2 separate regions of the Neogale vison genome follow, and region 1 is linked to region 2. Evidence: chromatin contacts called from public Hi-C data. All regions are on one chromosome and are shown on one strand. The core of a region is the stretch at or near the end of the contact, and the rest is flanking DNA. Distances in the headings are between cores, read along the strand shown.

Region 1 (5,938 bases), core at 902-3,401, 200 kb before region 2:
TCACTATAAAAGTCTGGATCACTTGCTACAATTTGTGCTATGAGGCGTCTCATCTCAGGGGCACAAGCTGGATTCAAGACTCCACCTTCTACAACATAGTATACACTGGTAAAGAGGCAAGAGTTGTCTGCTGGGACCACAGTTCTGTTAAGCACAGGCAAAGTTTCCCTGACGTAACTAGGAGCACCATGTTTTGTAAATGCAGGTGACGTTTTGGGCCTGGTTTGGTCTTCTTCAACGATGAGCATATCGCCTGTTAAAAATAAAACAAATCCAGAACTGCAGAGAAATTACTGATGAAAATGGTTGTTCACTAGCCAAGTCTTTAAGTTACAAACAGAAGGAGCTGAAGTATAAACTGGGTTACTCAGGAGAATATGAACAGGCAAACAGGCAACCAGTAACACTTCTTGTTCACTCCTTCTCCATAAAGATGAAAACAGAACGAAGAAGAAAAACATCTTTGGCTGCATTCCAATTCAGTGAAGGAGCCCACCTTTATGCTTACTTAAAAAGATGCATTTCAAGAACAAAATTTCCTTAATGCTTCCTCTCTGCATTCTGAAAGCCCAATCTTCCAAAAAGTGTTTACCCTAGACTAGACCACTAGGGGGTTCTCGTTCTTCTGAAACTTAACCATAGCCACCCTGTTTAGTGTTTACAGGATCTTTGACACAACAGCAGAAAAGTGTTTAATGATCAATATTGCTATTCAAGTTTTAATACTGCACAGAAATAACTGCTACTGTTCAGAATCTGAAAGGGCCTCCAGTGGATGTGTAAAACCATACTCTAAAATGAGTATACCTGTTTATCGAAGTATACGTGAAGGTGATTGCAAAAAAAAACAAAACAAAAAAAAAAAACAGCCGGGGAAGCAAAAAAAGAAAAGTGTCCTGAACACTTCAGCCTGCTATCTTCTTCCAGATTATGGGGGAAAGAGCCACCAGGACACAGAAGATAGATCTCATTTTTCTTTTTCTTTTCTTTTCTTTTTTTTACTTTTGTGGATGCAGAAGGAAAAGCAAAATGAATGGGACGTTTTCAAGGTAGACTGAAGAAAGGGGGGCTCCGAGGCTTTGGGCTTCTCATATAGGTTGGGTCCTCGCTCTCTCTTCCAATCATATATAAAGTCGAGGACTTGCTAGCCACTTGCCCGGCCTCCGTCAGAGTTCTCCGTTATTTAACCTATCTTTAGCCCTGTTCTCAAACCCCCCAAATGACCCACAGACCAGTTCTCTGTTCTCCCCCACGCCCCTCTTCGTCCTCCCAGGGCTTTCCCTGGCCCCGGGCTCAATTGCCTTACCTGACTGGATGGGCAAGTCCCCAAGAATGGTATCCTCGTTGCTGAGGTCCAGGCATTCGGGCGGGTATCCGACGAGGATTCGCTGACAGCCGGGGGCGATCCCGGTGATGGCGGCAATTTGGCTCTGGAGTTCCCGCACTCGGGTCCGGCTAGACAACCCCTGCAAAACATGGGTGCCATCCTTGGCCTTGCAGCGGAGCCGCCACATCGTGTCGGTCCAGCTGCCCACAGGCCCCACAACCGTGGGGCCAGCTTTGGTCCCGGCAGCAGGTCGGCCAACGCCGCCGGGGCAACCTGCCGCCGGATGGACTCCAAAATGGCCACCCTTTGCCGGGCCAAACATCGCGAGAAATCGCTGGTGGCCACAGATCTCGCGATACTTTCCGGTAGCGTAAGCTTTAGGGCTTTAAGGAGCGCGAACTCTCTTAAAGTGACAACTAACTCACTGCGGCCAACCCTAGGGAGCCAAAGGATGAAGATTTATCCGTATTCCTAAAGTACCAGTGGCTTTGCTACCTGTAGAGTAAGTGCGGTGCCTTGTGCGTTGGCAGCATATATGCTCAAGGAAAGAGGGCGGAGGAAGGAGTCCTGAATCTGATACATCGGAATGTAACCTTGCGTTACGTCGGAAGTTATTAACTTGGGGCTTCCAAATTACACGGCAAAAATAGAGTCATCGTTCAGAACGCAAACGAATCCCAGGAATGGCCAGTGAGTCAAAAGACCTGCCCAAACAACCAGACACTCGTGACCAGGCTCATGGCTGCAGCAAACATTGACTCATTGAGGTTAAGGAAACCAGACTGGCCTTGCCACCTTGACGCCGTAACTTGAAAAGGCCCATTTGCCACATCAGAAAGCGCAGTATGAGGTCAGCATCTGGGCCTAGGGCAATTGCTACATTTGGGTGGTAGCAGTATAAGGAGGAGGAGGGAAGCGGACTAACGTGTGTCATCAGGATTCCAGTTCAGGCCCTGGGTGTACTGATAGGAAGACGACTCCATTCTTGACTTTAGTGTTGCAAGTACTGTCATCGGGACAGAGGGTCGGGAGTAAAAGGTCCATAACCATTGAATTTCACAGCCACGTGATAATGCTAGACTATGTGACTTTTTCCAACCCTGTGTCCCTAGAACCAAGGACTCTGCCTCCCATAGAAGTGCTCAATACAAACCTGCCGAATGGATAAAGGCAGTTGTTCTGGGGCAGATAAGGCAACCATAACGCAACACGCTGGGAGTTGTAAAAAGCTCCAGAAGGAGACACCAGTGGAGCTGTTCTGAAGGATGGATTTAATCCCCAGCTGAAGGAGGCATAAAAACATTCCTCAATTTCCCTTTTCCAAGAAATCCACATTCCTTGTTCTCTTTCCATCCTGGATCCGAAGAAGCACGCCTGCATGGAGTGGGTTTATCAGCAGAATCAAGCATCATCAGAAGGGCCTGGGGGCCACGTGAGAAGTTCGCTGTAAATATGCAGTCTCACCTCTACTATAACAGCCTATGTCTACCTCTAAGTTATATGGAAGCTTTGCCTCTTTTGACCCCTTTTGTGATCCAATTTTTTGCTGAAGCTATGTTCCTTTTTTGGTTTTTCGAAACTACCCGAACAGATGGTATAGCATAGGAGGTAGGAGCGAGGATAACGGCGACGAGTAGAAGACCACTGGAGTATGCGGATGTGTCCGGGATGAAAGAGTAGTTGATTTTCTTAGACTACAGTGTCTGGCCGATGCGTAGGATGCAAACAGCTAAGGTGTCATCAGCTCAAGTACGGTGGTGGCTCACGTTAGCAACGCACCACCTTCTAAAGATCCCGTTCCAATTTATGGCTGTAATAAGGTTCTCTGAGATTCAGGGAGGAAAGCGTTAACCTCCACAAGGTTTCCGTCACCAAAATGTCACATCCCCTCCAGACGTCCGTGTCGTCCACTCTCGCGAGAGTATGAAAAAAAGTCCTGCATTTTATTAACCCCGCCCCCAGCCCGAGGAGTTGCCTAGCAACGAGGCAACCAACCTCCACAGCGTGAGGGAACTTGGGAGCTTGCGATCTTCAGGCTTCGGTTTCTCCCACCTTCGCGAGCCAGCGTCAGCGATTCGGACTTGAGCCCCGCCCCAGGGAGCCTGCGGGCGCCGGATTGGCCGATGATTCTCTCCAGGTGAGGACCGACGCCAGGGTGGCGGAGCCTGACAGGGGCACGTGATTTGCCGGCTACTGGCGTGCCGGGCCCCGACCACAGTGTGTCAGCTCCTGTCCGCAGCCTAACGGGACGAGTGCCGGGGCCACTGTCGGGAGGGAGCTTAGGAGGGATCGTAGGGTGAGCGGTGGCTGTACGGCGCCTGGAAGGGCCGGGGCGGGCGGGAGGAGGGGGCCTGCGTACACCCGGATGAGGTGCGGGCTGGTGATGCTTTGCAGTTTTCGGGCAAGTGCCGGCATTGCTGGGAGTGCGGACGTTCAGGCACCGGGAGCGGCGTCTGGTGGTTGGGTTGGAGGATTTGTGTGGTCAGTGGAGGAACAGTGCAAGGTCCTTGAAGCAGCAGGACCTTCGGTCCTCACGAGCCCCTTGTCCGGGTGTGCGGCGTGAGCACAAGACTATCCCACCCCGGTTCGAGCCAGGACTTCTTGATCAGCAGGTGACCTTGGGGAAGTTATTTACCACCTCTTTGCGTCCCAGTGTTCTTACAGACTGCGAACCGAGGGATAGATGGGAAGAGGGTGCAGGGCAAGGGCTTGGGAATGAGAACACTCGAGGAGAAATGGTGACATGCTAGGGTCGTCACGGGGTCCAGTTACAGTTTTTCCTTCAGGGAACATGTTTGGGATTTCCTCACTGCTCCCATATCTGCCAGGACTGAATTCCTGCCATTGGACGGCGGTGACTTTATGATAATGAACTCGATCTGTTTGCAACCCACCTCATTCATCCCCCACGTCTGCCAATACTCTTCCCAGCTTTTTAAGCCAGAATCTGAGGTCAGGAAGGAACTTGGATAAGCCACCTGATTTGGTCAAACTTAGCTTTTCAACCTGTAAACTGGGTGAAAGTAACAGTGGTAGCAGAATAATACCTATAGAAGGATTATTAGAAGGATTGAAGGAGCTAATTTATGTGAATGTAACTCCTAAGTCAGCATTCAAAAGGGAAGGTTCTACTGCAACTCAGTCTATAGATGAGGAAACAGGGCTTGGGAGGACTATCAAAGGGCATGTAGCTATTAACTCTGAGCGAAAGGGCTGGACTTGACTCTTGGCCCAGGATTCTTTCATTTCTACTGCACCCGTCCTCTTCCTGAGTGTTTGGAGGGATATCTCCTTCCTTACGTTCCTTTTGTCCCTTTCAGACATCTACCGAGGAGCTGCCATGTCTGGGAATACTGCATCTTCATCAGAACAGAACAACAACAGCTATGAATCCAAGGCCTCCAATCTTCGAATGTCAGAGAAGAAATGTTGTGAGTCTGGGGAAAGAGGAGGGGCTGCTCCCCCCCAGGATTTTATCTTAGGAATACAGTTGTAATCCTAGACTTTGATGCTTGGTGGGAGTGAGAGAGAATTCTTTGACATGGGAATTTAAAACCAAGTCTACAAGGGGAATTTCTTGTGTGAAACAAGTAGGCCCCATGAAATGTCTGTCACTGGGGCAAGACTATATCCCCACATTTTCTTACTGCTTTCTTTGACTGTCTCGTGGTGAGACCTGCACAGTCGACTGATGTTGAAAGTTACCCACTCAGTGATTAAGACAGAGTGGCAGGCGTAGGAATTACTTAGGGCTGATACTGTTAACAGTTTCCCTTTACCTGGGGGGCTACGTTTTTGTGAAGGTGCGGCTCACTGCAGAAATTGCAGGTAAGAGCCAGTAGGAGTTCATTTCGGCAGGCCTCTGGGGGAGTTAGGTCTGCCATCTGACCTCTCACTCTGACTCGGGCTCCCTGCTTTCCCTCAGGGTTAGCCTTCACATTTTGCAAGCTGCTTTTCCTGCAGGTTCATTTCTCTAGGGACAGGTTTCACCAGAGCCTTTCCATGCCAGTTCTTTAGACAGAGATGGCAGGTGGGTTTGCAGAGAAATGAAGCATCATTTCTTCTCCCCTGGCACCTGCATTCCTAACCCTCATTGTAGCTTGTATGGGCAAAAAGTTCTGGGCAACTGGCCCCTACAATTTTGGGGGAACCTCAAGGAATGCTAATCCTTGCCCTTGCTTCCAGATGCACTTTTCCTGTGGAACCCCGTCAGTTCTCACTTCATTGGTCATGTATATAGCAGGTGGAAACAGCCAGCCAGCACGAGACCTGGAATTGTGTCATGTTCAAAGCTTTCCCCAGAGTCTTGACCTTGATGTTATATCCTTGTCAGTCTCATGATTAATGATAATCTCTTTTCATCTAGCCCTGATGAAGCTTGCTGGGCTTTGCGTGGCAACAGAGGCAGCTTTTTGGATGTGATACTGGGGTTGGAACACCTGTATGATTAGGGTCTCCTTTCTCTGCCAGGGCAGGAAGCCAGGTACTGAGGAAGAGTATCCTATGGGAGCTAACTAGTGTAGCACGATGTTTGAGTGCAGCCTTGGAGTCAGACTGCCCGGGTTTGAATCTTGGTTTTACTCCTTCCTAGCTGTGTGCCTTGAATAAGAT
Region 2 (5,390 bases), core at 2,656-5,155:
TCCATTCTCCAAACTTAATAGCCTGAACAATCGCACAGTTAGGGAAATTGGGTCTTTCCTGACCCAGTCACTCCCATGGCACCATCTTGCGCATGACTTCCCAGCTAACCTTGGACTTCCCTGCTTGACATCGTCTACAGTCCCTCTGTGCTTCCGGGCGCAGAAAAGGACGAAGCCTCACGTTTAAAGCTCTTACACCTCTTGGCAGACTTCCTCTCAGCCTCTTCCACTGCTCTAGTGAGCTCCCCGACGTTCTTCCTTAAGCCTCTAACTATTCTTGGCATCAACTAATCTTTTCCTGACTGCAAGTATGTGCTCATTCTTATCACCTTTCATATTTTCTCCCTTTGCACTGGTGTTCATTCATCACAGTTAGCTGAATCCCTGGGCCCTTATCCTCCTCCACCCCAATAACCATGGTCTTCTCTTTCTTTTTGACCCCCCGCCCTACATTGGCTATGGCATTCTCACCTCAGTGATCACATAAAACCTCCCTAGTAGATTATAGATTCTTGGACACAAGTATTGGCACATTCTTAACATGCCTCTGAATACAGTGTGCTTCCCAGTTCATGCAAAGTCTCTGATTTAGTCGTTGTATGGTTCCTGAGACAGGGTGGGAGCCATGTTCCTTTACTTCTGCCAAAGTCATACACTTATCTGCTATCTTAAAAAATATTTTTGACCTAATTACATAAACTTATTGTGTTGGAATTGGAAGGCTCTATAGAGGCTCTTTCAGTCCCATATTCTTGCTTAGTCAGTGTAAGAATGAGGCTTTAAGGGGTAGAGTAACTCAATGAGAACACACAGCTCGCTTTTGGAAGATCAAGGATGGAAGACTTGGGTCAACGGCTGACACCAGAAGCAGCTGCGTTCCCAAAGCAGCCCCCAAAGTACTGAATTCTGTGTCCTTGCGAAGAAACCTTCGCCAAGCGGATCCAATGAAAAGAACTTAGTGGTGTAGAGATAGAGAAGTACAGATTTTGAAATCAGACGAACTTGGTATAGATTCGGGCTTGGGTCACTTATTAGCTGCATGGATTTTGGAAAATTACTTAGCTTTTCAGTTTTTTTCCTCATCTGTAAAATGTGAGCAATTATCTCCACTTGGTGAAATGGTGTTGGTGACATGGTGTCATGTGTATGAAATGAGTAGAACACCACACATTGAAGCCATTATTTAAAATAATTCTCAGCAAGTTACAGACTTGCATATTTCTTTTTTCTTAATGCATAGAATTTTGTCACAGATCTTTTTTCTAAATTGAGTAAATGGTAGTGGATTTCTTTCTTTCCCTTTACTCCTAGAATGTTGAAATTTTTTTTGGTGGGGGGGGGTGGTGGTCATAGTATGACTAAAGAGTCCCACCCAGTTATTCTCGGAAAAGTTCCTTTTTTTAAAAAAATTTTAAAGAACAAAATATTTGAGAAGGTGAATGTGTAGAGCACTTAGTGTAGCTAAACTGGGTGCTAGAGATCTTTTTTTAAAAACACTATCCAGAGCTCATTGTTTTCCTGAATAAAAAGGTATTACTTAAAATCACTTAATAAACAGAGAGCTATAATGGGCCTTGATGTTAAGTCTTCCAACAGCTCCATAACTGGCCTTGACCTTCAGCTCTTTTCCATAATGCCACCTTGCCTTTCACACCAATTCTCTGACCTCAAGCAGGAATAAAGATTGCCGGCCTATAATGGTGGAACAGAAAGGAATGGTGGATGAATTCATGGGAGAATAAACAAAGATCTGGTATCAATTCTAAAACACTGCTGGGCCCTGATATACTTTGTGTTTTTTTATATCACATATGGAAGTAAAAGCAAAGTGTTTTAAAATAAAATAAGAGGATCATGCTAGATAATTTTATTTTTTATTTTTTTAAAAGATTTTATTTATTTATTTGAGAGAGAGTGAGAGAGAGAGCACAAGAGGGAGAGGGAGAAGCACACTCCCCGCTGAGCAGGGAGCCTGATGCAGGAGCCCAGGACCCTGAGATCCTGACCTGAGCTGAAGGCAGATGCTTAACTGACTGAGCCATGCAGGCGGCCCAAGACTATATCATTTTATTTTATTTATTTATTTTTAAAGATTTTATTTATAGATTTGACAGACAGAGATCACAAGTAGGCTGAGAGGCAGGCAGAGAGAGAGAAGAGGAAGCAGGCTCCCCGCCAAGCAGAGAGCCCGACATGGGGCTCGATCCCAGGACCCTGAGATCACGACCTGAGATGAAGGCAGAGGCTTTAAGCCACTGAGTCACCCAGGTGCCCCAAGACTATATCATTTTAAAAGTCCCTCTACTCAACTTCTAAACTCTAGAATGTGTTAATACTGATAGGTTTCCATGAAAACCTATAAGAGTTCCTTTCCTGGAATCCCTGTACAATTGGTTCCAGCACTCAGTAATACAAGGTTTATTCATTTTGCTACAGTAAACATGAGCCAGAGAAACAGAGAAAACTGTTATTTTCCTTCTTATAAAGCTCTTACTAACTGAAAAAGAGTGATCAAAAACATTTAGGAAAGAATATCAAGACTAGATGCCACAAATACCCCACATCTGACCCATGGACCAAGATGCATTTCCAAGTCAAGGATTTCATTGAACCAGGGAAGGTATTCCAGTGGATAGGAAACTGAGGATAGACTCCGCTAGCCAGACTCAGGTGAATTACTAAAGGGAAATGTTCTTGGGGTTACTCTCCATAAATGTCCTTTCATGTTTCTGACAGGGACAGAGCCAGTCCCAGGTGGGTGGGAAGGGAGACCTTTACTCTGACCAGCCTCATATAGATTTGTGCTGCCCAATGTAATCACCTGGAATTCTTTAAATAATCCTGCTGCCCCCTTCCCATCCCCAGAGATTCTAATCTAACTCGTCTGAGGTGTAGCTTGAGCCTCTGGATTTTTTTTTTTTTTTTTTTAAAGCTCCCCCGTGTAACTCTAATGTGTGGCTAGTCTTGCAAACCACTGGAATATACTTAACAAACCTTCCTCTTAAAACCACCACCCTATCATTTAGTTTTCTGGCGCTTGGTTTTTGTTTTGGCATTTTTCTCAACTCCCATCACACAGGCACACTCCACAGGACAGTGCGTCTCTCCCGGCAGTCTGACCAGAATAGTCCCAAAGCGGAATGCATGAGCTGTCCTCCCTGAATAAGGAGTATCCTGGCGAGGAAAGTGATTCCCACCCAATGGTCACTCCTTGCTGTATTGCTTGACCTGTTTTCTTGGGCCATTTCCCACTTGCTGTTTTCAGATTACCGGGTGTGCTAGGAGACAACACTGTTATTTTTTCCTATCCCTTGTTGGCATCTGACAGACCTCCAGTTGAAGGCAGCTGAAGGTCCCTGAGTGGGCACTCTTTATGTTTCCAGGGGCACTTGGGAACCCACCGCACTCTCTGCTCAGGCACTTTCTGCTCAGCCCGGCAGCACTCAGGAGCGCTGAATTACCTCTTAACCTAATGCAGATTTCCTGGCAGCAAAGCCCTTCCCTCTTGAGCCACGCCCCTCTCCTCGGTTCCCCCCAGCGTTCTGTTTACTTGGAAAGCAGATATTTACACGTCCAGATGGGAGCTCTTCGCAGGCCCCGCCCTAGCAAAGAGAGAAAGAGAGTCCAGGCGACCGGCGGGGGAGCCCCACTCCCGGCCCATTATCCCCGGTCCCCAGTCCAGGGTCTCTAGGGGAGGCGACCGCGAGAGCACCCCTCCCCGGCGCTCGCGCTGCGCGGCACCTGGTGCCGGCACACGCTCCTCCGCCCGTCTCCTCGCCCCACCCTTTGTGATTCACAGCCCCAGCCCCGCCCAGGCGCTAATTTAACCCGCCTGGCGGAACAGCTAGGCGCTGCTGCTACTTACCGCTGCTTGCTGGAGCGAGCTTCCACTTAACTCCCGTCCCGGTCCCCGCGCGCCATGTGCCTCCTCGGCGGGCTGAGCGCCCCGCCGCTGCTGCTGCTGCCGCTGCTGCCGCTGCTGCTGTGTCCGCCTACGGCGCAGGGTGAGTGGGGGCTGGGGGGTCCAGCCCCGCTGGGGGAACCCTGAGGCTGGGTGGGAGGGGCGGGATCCGTCTCCGTGACAACAGAGAAGTCTGGGGACCTGGGGAGGTGAGGAATGTGGACATGGGTAAATTGTTCCCGTAATCCTCCACCCCTACGGCTCAGAGCGCCTACTAGCACGATCCCTTGGGGACAGGGACGGGATCTCCGCTGCTAACCTGCAGTTTGGGGTCTTGCTGTGCCGGACTCCAGCGGGCGTGACTTCGGGAGTGAGGGGGGACCGTTGAGGAAGCGCGGGCTGAGTTGGCGGAGCAGGCACACCTGGGGAAGCCAAAGGGCTGGACTCGAAGAGTGAATTCTCAGTCCCCCAACATCTCTTTAGCAGTGGGAGGCCACAGCTGACCTCTGTCGCCTCTTAAACGGAGTCCACTTGTGGGCTGCTGGGGACGCGGCACGTCAGCCCGTCTTCTTTTCCAGGTGTGACGTTCCCCGGGGGCGTCTGTCTGTATTGTGCGCTTAGTAACAGGATCAATTCTAAACCGCTTTTTTTTTTTAATATTGAAAGAAAAAGGTTGATTCCTTATTTTAATACTGAATTAATTGACAAGACAGGCGCCTAGCAAGTCGTCGGCATGTCGGTTCAGCCACTGGATGGAACTGTTACCTGTGCCTCAGAAGCCTTTGGCTCCTTCCCTCCCCCCTCTTGCAAAAAGAATGTTGCTCTGAGCTGAAAAGTGTCATTTCCTTCAGTTCTGCTTTTCTTTTCTTTTATTCCCCTCCCTAGGTGACTGCAGCTTTCCCCCAGAGCTACCTAATGCCATACAAAGTGTGGGTGACCAACAGAGTTTTCCTGAAAAATTCACAGTAACATACAAATGTAAAGAAGGCTTTGTAAAGGTTCCTGGCAAGGCAGACTCCGTGGTCTGTCTCAACAATAAATGGTCAGAGGTGGCAGAATTTTGTAACCGTAAGCTCTTCATTTTTGTATATATACATTATGGGAATGGAATGTATCTGCTTAGCTTACTTTTATCCCTCTTCAGCATGAGTGGTAATTGATAGTTTTCAAGCATTATGAAATCCCAGGGTATGTATACCTGGCATTTCCCGCTGCAGCTAATTGACATTCCTCCCCAGAATAGATTCTGCTTCTTCATTAACAAGTTTGGGCTTTGAACTAATAGAGAAAATAACTCCTGAAATCCTGAACTAATAGAGAAAATAAACAATAGGTACAATTTAGGGAGTATATTATATATGAATATGTTTGGCAATCACCCCGTGACATGTAACATAGTCTTCTATGTTCTTAAGTTTCATTTTGTAAAGTAGGACTCATCAAGCACAAGTCTGTGGTAGCCTTTTAAAAAGCTCCCTGTATTTCCCTC

Evidence for each region. Hi-C and Micro-C count contacts between places; a contact is called where the count stands out from the background.
Region 1: a Hi-C map of fibroblasts shows a contact between it and region 2, with 5 times the contacts expected there. The contact joins the promoter of YOD1 here to the promoter of CD55 in region 2. A contact is called at or near these places in 2 of 3 Hi-C or Micro-C datasets (fibroblasts and muscle).

Annotation. Positions count from the first base shown.
Region 1 is chr10:65,968,549-65,974,486 of ASM_NN_V1, reverse strand. YOD1 (ubiquitin thioesterase OTU1) reads right to left here and starts at 2,151. Exons shown (of 2, transcript XM_044267524.1): 1 at 1,307-2,151; 2 at 1-253. The coding sequence starts at 1,649. It overlaps PFKFB2 (6-phosphofructo-2-kinase/fructose-2,6-bisphosphatase 2), which reads left to right and starts at 2,873. Exons shown (of 16, transcript XM_044267520.1): 1 at 2,873-3,464; 2 at 4,648-4,758. The coding sequence starts at 4,668.
Region 2 is chr10:65,774,980-65,780,369 of ASM_NN_V1, reverse strand. It overlaps CD55 (complement decay-accelerating factor), which reads left to right and starts at 3,905. Exons shown (of 10, transcript XM_044267516.1): 1 at 3,905-4,004; 2 at 4,787-4,969. The coding sequence starts at 3,920.